Regions from separate parts of the Sus scrofa genome. Here all the other regions are linked to region 3. A link is a contact called in public HiChIP or PLAC-seq and promoter capture Hi-C data. All regions are on one chromosome and are shown on one strand. The core of a region is the stretch at or near the end of the contact, and the rest is flanking DNA. Distances in the headings are between cores, read along the strand shown. Region 1 holds the start of NMNAT2 (nicotinamide/nicotinic acid mononucleotide adenylyltransferase 2). Region 2 overlaps LAMC2 (laminin subunit gamma-2). Region 3 holds the start of SHCBP1L (testicular spindle-associated protein SHCBP1L).

Region 1 (3,430 bases), core at 32-2,531, 480 kb after region 3:
GGAGGAGGAAATGAACTTCACTCCCCAAGAGAACTACCCGTATTCCCAACCTGAGGGGAAGCCTTTGGATGGAAGGGAAGCCAAGGGGGAACCCTGGGCACTTCTCCGGGAATCCACTCGCCAAGGGAGGGTCACTCGGTGCGCACAAATTGGTTACTATGACAATACAACTGCAGCCTTCAGTTGCCTTGGCAGCTGCTTATCCAATCCGATTGGTTTCTTTTCTTCCCTGGGGCTCCACCCTATCCCCTCCAACAGTCTCCCAGCGTGAAGGGGGAGGGGCCGCAGAAAAAAAGGAGGGGGGTCCTTTAGCGTCACTCTAGGGCTCGAGGGCAGATCAGAAACGAGGGACTGGCGGCCGGAACTGTACGAGGAAGGGGAGGCGTTTCCGGTACGGAAGAGTGGAGGGGTGGAAAAAGGAAGCTAGAAATTGGGTGGAGTGGAAAGACGGGGGAAGACTTTCAGTGTAACTCCCAGTTGATTTGGGCTCAATGTTCCCGGTGAGGGTGGGGTTGCCCCCTCGCGCGGGAGGAGAGGGGTGGATTGGCCGGAAGCCGCCGAGCGTCTCCAGCGGGCTACTCAGCAGCCGCGCAGGTGCAGCCGAGCTAACAGATCCCAAGAGGGAGCGCTACCGAAAGGCGGAAATCGCCAGGAGGGACCGGCGCCGCTGAAATCTCGCGAGAGAGACCCCCACACTTCCTTCCTCTACTTCTCCCTCCTCTTTCCCCCGCCCCCATCCCTCCTCCCTCCCCCTCCCCCTCCCGGGTCGGAGTGTCCCTGCGCCCCACGGGCCGGAGCAGCAGCGAGAGCAGCTTTCCCCGCTCCCTCCCCCTCGCCTCACTCACCCCCACCCCCCCGCCGAGCGAGGAGGAGCCGGAGGAGAGGAAGATGGCGGCGGCCGCCAGCACCCGCGGTGCCGCGGGGCCGCTCCGAGGAGCCTGAGAGACCCACAGAGGCTTCGCGGGAAGACGCGGGCGGCGGAGGATGAGCCTGCAGAGCGCGCAGTATCTCCGGTGAGTGCCGAGGACGGCCCGTACGTAGAGGGGAGCGGACCGAAGGTTCGGGCATGGAGCAACAGACACAGAGGTGGTATGTCCGGGGTGGCGGGGGAGTTGCTGTGTCCTCTCGTTCTCCGACGGAGAGGCGGGGGCTGCGAGAGGCTCTGCGGGAGGGGGCGGAGCGGGCACACACATGGGTGCCTAGCCCCCACGGGCCGGCCTGAGTTCCAGCGAAGCCGGCTCCTCTCGGTGCGGGGAGGGAGGTTAGGAAAGCGTGAGAACGTGTGTGTGCGCGCGCCCCGGGTCGCGGGCTCGCAGGCGAGGGGTGGGGAGAGGCGCTCCCAGAGGCGGCCGCGACCCCGAGTGAAGGTGGGTGTGGAGGAGTCTGATGCGGGTGGCGGAGAAACCTGGTGTGGTGTGGGATTGGCTAGAGCGATGCATGGGGAGAAGACGAGGTGGAAGTCTGCACACCTGGGGTGAGTAGGGGGCTGGGAAGGAAGGACTAGTGGAGCGAGAGACCGCAGGAAGCTGGAGTTTGTTCTTCATTCTGGGGTTGGAAATACGGAGGAATAATGTCATCTGTAGTTAGTTGGCGGGTGGGGGGTTGGAGGCGTAAAGAAGGGGAATGGATGAGGAAGTGAGGAAAGAGGGAGGTACTGTGGACGGGGTTGGGTTCCCCCAAAGAACCTGGGTTAGAATCAGTGCATTTGGAAGGTACCATTCTAAGTGTCGTGTGGCTTAAGAGTGGTGTTAAGCACTTGTATGTGGGGGGGTAGTGTGACACATGGGTATAGAGTGTGAGAGTATGTGTATCTGGGGAGGATTAAGGGGGGCGATTGATGCATATTGTAGGTGGAAGAAGATGCAGACACAGTGGAACCAAGTGCATGATGGCGAGAGCATATTGAACAGAAAGACACCAGCTATTGTGCAGCTAAGAAGGTTCCATGGAAGCAGACTAAGAGCTTGGAGGTGGGGGTAGAGGTAAACGAGGGTCAAAATCCTGATGGCAGGGAAAAATAAAAAGATTGTTGGAACCTGAGGTTAATTAAGGAGTTGCCACTGCTTAGAAGGGGGAAGGAAGGCCTTGAAACGGGTCCTTTTTGGCTTTAACAGAACTAAAAGGGCTCACTTATGGGAAAATGCTTTAAAAAGTGGTTTCACACCTTGTGGAGGAGGGAATTGGATGGGGTAGAAGTCTGAAATGAGCCCAAAGTCACTTAAGCTGTTTAGTGAAGTGAAAATGGATCCTTGCATGTGTGTTGGAAGGAAGGTATGTAGTTAAGTGATACATGAGGGTAGCTATTCTACTTTTGAAAGTAGTAATAGTTTTATTAAGCAGAGTGTGCAAAGGAGGAAATGAGATCTTTCAATTATTGTTGAATCCCCAAGTTTAACGGGTACAGGATCCATAATACAACATATATGCCCAATAGCAGGTAGTTGGAATAATACCTATACATTGAGGTCCATTCTTCTCCTTTATTATCTCTTGATTGTTTAACATGTCACATAAACTAATATATACAACTGTGACAAAGATGTATAATAGATGCTGTAGAAGGGAATATGGAAAACTATTAGGATGGTCCTTAATTTTAAGGAATTTCCAGACAAGTGTGTATTAGGTGAGTAAAATATGGTAAAGATCATAAAAGATGCCAAGTGTTGTAAGAGTCCAAAGGCAGGAGATTACCTGAGCAATTGGGGTGGATCAGGAAAAGCTTCCTTTGTTTATTTGCTCATTCATACACATGATTCATCAGTCGTTTTGTCGATCACCTATATGGGAGGCATTGTACTGACTACTGAGAATAGAAAAATAAGAACTTCATCCTCCTCTTAGAGAATTTAAAGTTTGTTAGGCTTCAGGAATAAAATGACACTTAAGGGGACCTTAAGGATAAACAGTATTCTGACAAGTGTGGATTGAGAAGGAGGAATCCAAAAGGAAAGAAACCGAGTAGAGATCCATAGAAAGGGGGGTGGGGGCCAGGGCAGGTGTTCAGTCGAGTTAATCAAGACCTTAAGATGATGTAGCTGGAAAAGAGCTTCATAGATTACCAAGTTTGAACTCTTCTTTTTACAGATAAAGTATAGCCCAAAGAAGTTAAAAATTGTTGAGGATCATATGTTGGTATGTGGAAACTCTAACTCAGATGTAGGGCTTCTAACTCCAGATTTGCTATACTGTGTGTGACATGTCAGAATCCATCCATTCTTGCCACAAGTATGTCTTGGGAACTTACTATATTCTAGGCACCGTGGATTCGGTGGTGAACAAAAGAGTGAACATAGGAAGGCATGGTCTAATAGAAGGATGTAACCAATAACCGTATGAACAGATAAATATGTTTACCAGGTGGTGACAAGTACTAGGAAGAAAAATAAAGCAAGACAGGGTTGTGCTGTTTTATATACACAGGGGGACC
Region 2 (3,497 bases), core at 922-3,421, 270 kb after region 3:
AGCGGGAGTTCGACGCGGACATGGCCGCGGTGCAGACGGTGAGTTCCCGTGGCTTTCCACAGCAGGGCCTCTAAACGTGCCAGTATGGGGACATCCTTTCAAGACGAGCTTGGGTTTATTTTCCTTAGGTAATTACAGAAGCCCAAACGGTTGATAACAGAGCCAAGAATGCTGGAGTTACGATCCAAGACACTCTCAACACGTTGGACGGCATCCTACACCTAATAGGTATGTGGAGTGTCCACAGGCCTCCAGCCCCGTGTTCCAAGGCTTCTCCCCAGACTAACTAGCCCCAGCCCTGATGAGCGGGCCTCCCAGCTCCCCTGAAGTCTCAGGAAATTTGCTTTGTTGCCAGGCCCAGGTCCTGCCAGCAGGTTACTTTACATTTGCTGGACTCCATTTTACCATCTCGACGATGGGTCACCGAGCAGCCATTGCCCTTGGAGGTGAAAGTCTGTAGGTCAAAGAACTGGGTGTGTGCAGGGAGGGTGTACTGAGGCTCAGAGAGGTCAATACTGTCCTGAGATCACACAGTCCATTGTGGAGGCAGGATTCGAGCTTCACAGGGGCAGAGAATGTTGGACAGAATGGCAGTCCCGGTAAGGATGCTGACCTTGATCCTGAGAATCCAGTGCAGGTTTCAAGCTGAGGAATAACTTCAGTGCCACATACGTGGGGAAGAGCACGGGGGCAGCGGAGTGGAGGAGAGCTGGAAGGCGGGTTACCAAGAGGCCGGATGAGATCACTTACGAGACCGTTGATGTAACTGAGCAGAGGTGACGGCGCCCGCTCTGAGGCGTAGGAGTGGTGAGAGGGGCAAGATCTTCCCAGTCGGTGAGGTCAAGAATCCTCGCCGATTCTGCTGTCTGTCCTGCCCCAAACCACAGTGATACTTCGACGTAACCAGCTGTGGAAACTTGAGCTGTAGGTGACCCAGAAGGAATGTCAAGGTGGTAGGTCCGTGAGATACTGCAAACATTTTAGGATAAAATATTTTTTTTCTCACCACACCTGTGGCATACGGAAGTTCTCAGGCCAGGGATCAAACCCAAACCACAGCAGTGACAATCCCAGATCCTTAATCCACTAGGCCACCAGGGAACTCCCTAGGATAAAATTTTTTTCAATGGCTCCATGTGGAGCAGCTCAGGTTTCCTCACAGAATCCCTCACAAAAGAAAACTGATACTGGAGTTTGTGTCGTGGCTCAGTGGTGAATGAATCCGACTAGAAACTATGAGGTTGCAGGTTCGCTCAGTGGGTTAAGGATCTGGTGTTGCCGTGAGCTGTGGTGTAGGTGGCAGATGCGGCTCGGATCCCGCGTTGCTGTGGCTGTGGTGTAGGCCGGTGGCTACAGCTCCATTTCGACCCCTAGCCTGGGAACCTCCATATGCCACGGTTCCTCCCTAGAAAAGACAAAAGACCAAAAATACAAAAACAAAGAGAGAGAGAGAAAACTGATATTAATTAAAATCCTGGATTTAGGCTGAACTGATGTCACACTCATTTGGCCGGTTTTACCAAGCTTGAAGCACAGCAGATACGGAACTGGGGACTCAGAGATTCCAGCAACGTTTAGGAAATGGCTGGGTTCTGCTTGCTCAGTTCAGGGACCCACTTTAAAGCCTGGTTTTTCTGTGCAGCGTCATCACCGCCCAATGTAGAGACCAATTTAGCCTGTGTTGTTATACTGATGGGTCTTCTCTGTGATCCAATTACCCCCCCCATCCCCCGAGAAAACAAAACAAACAAACCCAACGACAACACAAAACCCAAACCTCCCTAGGTGAGAGTTTAGCAGCTTTGTTTAGGGATCTGAAAAGGTAATGAAACAACCAGGGCCTGTAAGGAGAAAGTGAGAGGAGGGAGACATTTGCTATGTGCCAGGCGGGTTTTTCATGGTATAAGATCATCTTAGTCTGTTAAAGGTCCCAGGAGATGGGCTTATCATTTTATTATTTTGTTCACAGAGGAGTTAGAGGAGGCTCGGGGAGTTTAATAGTGTCCCGCAGATCACACAGAAAATTGTGGAGGCAGGATTCAAACTGAGGCCTCTGTCTCCAGGGCTCCTGCTGTTTTTAAGAAGCTCATGCTGCCTCCCCATGGACATTTTGGCCCCAAGCCTGCTTCACTTTCCCTGCATGTCAAAACCCTAAATTCTGGCTTCCCCCTCCCCCAGGCAAAGGACTGACCACCGGATCAGCATTTCTGTCCTAGTGCTGTTCCTGCTCTGTCTGCTCTCTTGAGTCCTGGAACAATAAGCGGAATCTTTCAAAATGTAATAACTTCTGTAGTCAAATGCTGTCCCTGCACCTGACCTTGAGTTTGAATTGACTAAGTTCCACTCAAACCGATTCAAACCAAATGGGTCTGGCCAGGTGCCGATCATGCTGACATTAGTTTCAGCTCGTTTATGGGTAAAACATACCTGAACAAACACGACTACATTTCATATTGTAAATAAGCTAATATCTAGCCAGATTCCTGCTGTTTCAGGCCAGAGTGGAGTCTTACACCATTTCCTGACAGCTGGACTCCATCCCCCAATAGCAAAGCATACCTTGGCCTCTCAAAACCCTGAAGCCCAGCCAGTTTCTAAAGATCTTCGAATAGAAGACAGCAAAATATTTCCTAAGGGTGGTTCAGAAAGCATAACTTGGAGATGACTCTCATCCTAGGGATGAGCTTTGCTGGGCAGTATTCAGCCCCCTATGACCTTCGGCCTTCATCTTCTTAGAGCATGAGCTGTTGACTCTAACATGAAAACAGAAATCTAAGCTTCATATTGCTTAACTAAAGAGCCCAGCGGTGGAGTTGCTGTTGTGGCTCAGTGGGTTAACGAATCCGACTAGGAACCATGAGGTTGCGGGTTCGATCCCTGGCCCTGCTCAGTGGGTTAAGGATCCGGCGTTGCCGTGAGCTGTGGTGTAGATTGCACACGCAGCTCAGATCCCGCGTTGCTGTGGCTGTGGTGTAGGTGGCAGGTGCAGCTCTGATTCAACTCCTCGCCTGGGAACTTCCTATGCCTCAGGTGTGGCCCGGAAAAAAAAAAAGACCCCAGTGGCCTAAACTAGGCTATTCAAAATGCAAGAACAGGAGTTCCGTCATGGCTCAGTGGTTAACGAATCCGACTAGGAACCATGAGGTTGTGGGTTCGATCCCTGGCCTTGCTCAGTGCTTGCTCAGTGGGGAAAAAAGCCCAGCGGCTTAAACCAGGCTATTCAAAACCTAAGAATAGGAGTTCCCATCGTGGCTCAGTGCTTGACGAATCTGACTAGGAACCATGAGGTTGTGGGTTCGATCCCTGGCCTTGCTCAGTGGGTTAAGGATCCAGTGTTGCTGTGAGCTGTGCTGTAGGTGGCAGGTGCAGCTCTGTAGCTCTGTTTCAACTCCTCGCCTGGGAACTTCCTATACCTCTAGACCTCAGGTGTGGCCCGGAGGGAAAAAAAAAAAAAGAGCCCAGCGGCCTAAACTAGGCTATTCAAAATGCAAGAACAG
Region 3 (3,590 bases), core at 440-2,939:
TGGGGACTTCCATATGCCACATGTGAGGCCTTAAAACGCAAAAAATAAAAAAGTTAGAAATATACAATATTTGCTCTATTTTCTTTACAAAGCCTCATTCCACATCCTAGACTGATGTCTGGGAATGATTCTTAAAGTGTAAACGTTTTTAGTATTGTGTAAAAGTCAAGGCTAAATAATCTTATCCTTCTGTTTGGGCACACTTTTTTTTTTTTTTTTTTTTTTTTGATCTTTTAGGGCTACACTTGCGGCATATGGAAGTTCCCAGGCTAGGGGCTGAATTGGAGCTAGAGCTGTTGGCTTATGCCACAGCCACTGCAACGCTGGTGCCTTAACCCACTGAGCTAGGCCAGGGATAGAACCTGCATCTTCATGGATACTAGAAAAGTTCCTTACCGCTGAGCCACAGCAGGAACTCCCTGGGCACTGATTGTTATATGAAAACAAGATGCCTACCTGGGCACTAATAAGGTCTATCTATCTTCAACCATCGGAAAACCAGAGAATTATTCTATCAAAACTGTCCCCTTAACTGATATATCGTCTGTTTGAAGGAAAATCTAATTGTAACTCTTTTAACAGGGTCTGGATACCTCTAACAAAGTGAAATCCCTATAAATGTTTAGCACATGTATTTTGTTGAAATGCAAGCTTTTCTTTCTTTCTTTCTTTTTTTTTTTTCTTTTTTTTTTTGCCACTCTGCGGCATATTGGAGCTCCAGGGTCAAGGATGAGATCCAAGCCGCAACCGCGGCAATGCAGGATGCTGTGCCCGCTGTGCGGGACAGGGGACGCAACCCGCGTCCCAGCGCTCCCAAGAGGCTGCCCATCCTGTCGCGCCACAGCGGGAGCTCTGAAATGTAGGCTTTCTTTGTGCCCTCGGTACCCCATCACCACAAAAGGAAGCCCCGAGTCCGTCTAGGCTGGATTCCCGCCCTTCTCCGTCTCCTTCTCACCTTGCAGTCCTGCAGGATCCCGTCGCAATACAGCGCCACCTTCTCGTCCCGCCACATCCCCCTCGTAGGGGACACGCAGACTGGGGGCAGCGGCTGCGCCTCTTCGTCATCCTCCTCCAGCACCGACAGAAGGGGCTCCTCCTTCTCGTCGGGCCCCTCCCCCGGGCCCTCGGCCTGAGAGACCGACAGGAGCTGGAGTCGCCGCCGGGCCGCCTCCCGGCCCGCTTTCCCCTTCACGCGACGAGGGGAGGCCACCACCGACCGCACCGGGGACACGACGCTCTTCAGGGTCCCTGCCGCCTCCAACTCCCCAGTGGGCGCGGAGACAGTCTTCTCGCCTCGCCGGCCGGGGCTGACGGTTCGGACCGAGTCTTCAGGCACCGCGGGCCTGGGTCCCGACGCCATGGCCGCAGCACCCTGACGGCCAGCGGCGGCCGTTGGCCACTTCTCCCGCCCGGACGGCGCGGGCCAATGGGCGAGCAGAGGCCTCAGGGCCCGCAACGTGCGCGGCGGCGGCTCGCGGGGATCCCGCTGCGGCGTGGGGCGCTCGGCGCGGCCCGTGTCCGAAGGGGTTCTGGAGGTTGAGGTGAGTAGGGCTGCTGCGGGGCGGGCGCGACGGGGCGGGGCGGAAGGAAGGTTCTGGAAGAGTTGGACCGCGTGGCCTGAGGCGGGGGAGGGGCGCCACTGCTCTGGGAGTCCGCCCCCCGGCTGCTGGCTCTGACCTCACCCCGCTCGCCTCAGAACTCTCCAGAAACAGAATTGCCTCCTCGGGGAGGGTTGCCATGGGCTCCTCAGGCGTTTTCAGGGTGACCCTGAGTCGCCCTCCGGGTCCTCAGGTCCGAACAAGCGGAGGCAGCACCCAACCCTCCAGCACACCCATGGCCGCACAGACACAGCCTGAAAGAAAATTTATTGGTAAACTGGGTGGCGATGATAACTGGAACTTTCTGGTGATTACTAGAGGAACTTCGTGGGGAGTCCGGAGACCTCGGTTTCCCGCAGCATCTGCACAGGGTTCCCAAAATAAAATTTCTTTGACATTTTAAGCAAGACAGTTTCTGCCAAGAAGGGTAAGGTAGTCTATTTTCATGTCCCTTTGTGCTGCTGAAAATTCTCACGTGAGAGACTATATTATGTAACTGTGAAGCTGGGCGCTCGTGTCCAGCTGAGAGTAATGTGCGCGAACTGTGAACACTTTCACAGTAAAAGTCTACTCCACGGAATACAATTTGGACGGCAGGGACCACTCGTTTCTGTTTTTTTTTTTTTTTTTTTTTTTTTTGCTATTGAACCTAAGCGGAGCCAATTGGAATAACTTTTGTTTATAGTCCAGCTGTGAAGTACTGCACTGGGGCTGACAGCTCCCACGGAGAGAAACAGCATTGGGAAAACACCTGCCTGCCTTCACCCTCATCTGGAAGGACATTGTGTTAAATTTGGAGTTTATTTTGAGGAAAATATTAGGATTAATATCGTGTTACTCTAGCTCAGGGAATAATTACAACATTCATCATGTTTGACTCTTAAGTTTATTACTTTCTTTTTTTTTTTTTTTCTTTTTAGGGCCGTAGCTGCAGCTATGGAAGCTTCCAGGCTAGGGGTGAAATTGGAGCTACAGCTGCTGGCCGACACTCGACAGCAATGCCAGATCCCAGCCATCTCTCGCCACCTACACCAGGGCTCATGGCAGTGTTGACTAAGCTGGGCCAGGGATGGAAACTGCATCCTCATGGATACTAGTCAGGTTCATAACCCGCTGAGCCTCCAAGTTTATTCCTTAAAGTTGATTCCTCTAAGTTTATTCCTTCCTCTAAACTTCCTCTAAGTTTATTCCTTTTGTCAGAAGTCCTGGATTTTTTTTTAATGATTCTCTAATTATAGATTTCATTTACCACAAGTGGATAGTTTACACCAGCATTCTTCAGAACGTTGGTTTTAATAAATTTTGTATTTTTTTTAAATTCCAAGGTTCAGAATAATAGAGACCACTTGTCTTAGTCTAAAGTTTAAAAACAACAGCTGCCTCCCAGGGGAAGGAAGGAAGAAAGGGAGGGAGAGAGGAAGGGAGGGAAGGGAAAAGAAAACAAGTATTTGTAAGGGAGCTGCTATGTGCCAGGCAATGCATAGATACCGAAGTTCTAGACATAAAATACAAAATTCTGTTCTCATAATCCTAGTGAAGGGGACAAATGGGTAAATAGGTGATAGAATTTGGTAAAAACTATGATAAAAACTTATATATACGCACACACATCTATGTTTTAATATATGTGTGTTCCCCACTTTGTGAGAAGAACTGACTTTCCTTCTCAGAAGAAGTGATGCTTAAGCCGAATCTTGGTTATGAAAGCAGTGTCTGTTCCCTGACCCTTTAAAATGGAGCCAGGAGGCCATTGAGGTGGACCTCGCTCGTGTCCTCTCTGGTGGACCATAAACTCTTGAACCAGGCCGAACCACAAATACATTGGACCTTGAGCAGTGTGGGATTTTAGGGTAACAAGGCCCACACAATCAAAAATCCACATATACCTTTACAGCTGGCCCTCTGTCTCTGCAGTTTTGCATCCACAGATTTAACAAGCCAATGGAAGCCTTTGTAATGCACAATGCCCTTTTTTGTCTTTTTCCCCCCTTT

Evidence for each region. Promoter capture Hi-C pulls out the DNA fragments that hold promoters and counts their contacts. HiChIP or PLAC-seq counts read pairs in DNA pulled down with a chosen protein or histone mark.
Region 1: a promoter capture Hi-C map of fetal skeletal muscle shows a contact between it and region 3, with 5 times the contacts expected there. The contact joins the promoter of NMNAT2 here to the promoter of SHCBP1L in region 3. A contact is called at or near these places in 1 of 5 promoter capture datasets (fetal skeletal muscle), 1 of 47 Hi-C or Micro-C datasets (embryonic fibroblasts) and 1 of 2 datasets of contacts at active chromatin or transcription factors (skeletal muscle).
Region 2: an H3K27ac HiChIP or PLAC-seq map of skeletal muscle shows a contact between it and region 3. The contact joins the enhancer-like site here to the promoter of SHCBP1L in region 3. A contact is called at or near these places in 11 of 47 Hi-C or Micro-C datasets (epiblast stem cells, fetal skeletal muscle, heart right ventricle and 6 more) and 1 of 2 datasets of contacts at active chromatin or transcription factors (skeletal muscle).

What each region holds. Positions count from the first base shown.
Region 1 is chr9:124,696,630-124,700,059 of Sscrofa11.1, forward strand. It overlaps NMNAT2 (nicotinamide/nicotinic acid mononucleotide adenylyltransferase 2), which reads right to left and starts at 1,282. Exons shown (of 14, transcript XM_021063806.1): 1 at 846-1,282. SMG7 (protein SMG7) reads left to right here. Exons shown (of 22, transcript XM_021063792.1): 1 at 1-1,013. The coding sequence starts at 985.
Region 2 is chr9:124,489,475-124,492,971 of Sscrofa11.1, forward strand. LAMC2 (laminin subunit gamma-2) reads left to right here. Exons shown (of 26, transcript XM_021063802.1): 24 at 1-38; 25 at 129-228. Among named protein-coding and RNA genes, the nearest start is that of LAMC2, 64 kb to the left of the region's middle. Within about 2 kb of position 2,172, at least 15 of the 83 cell types and tissues checked have an H3K27ac peak or open chromatin away from gene starts, as enhancers often do. A contact at or near this core is called in mesenteric adipose tissue, retroperitoneal adipose tissue, skeletal muscle and 1 more, where this site is marked.
Region 3 is chr9:124,220,161-124,223,750 of Sscrofa11.1, forward strand. It overlaps SHCBP1L (testicular spindle-associated protein SHCBP1L), which reads right to left and starts at 1,690. Exons shown (of 10, transcript XM_021063784.1): 1 at 956-1,690. The coding sequence starts at 1,360.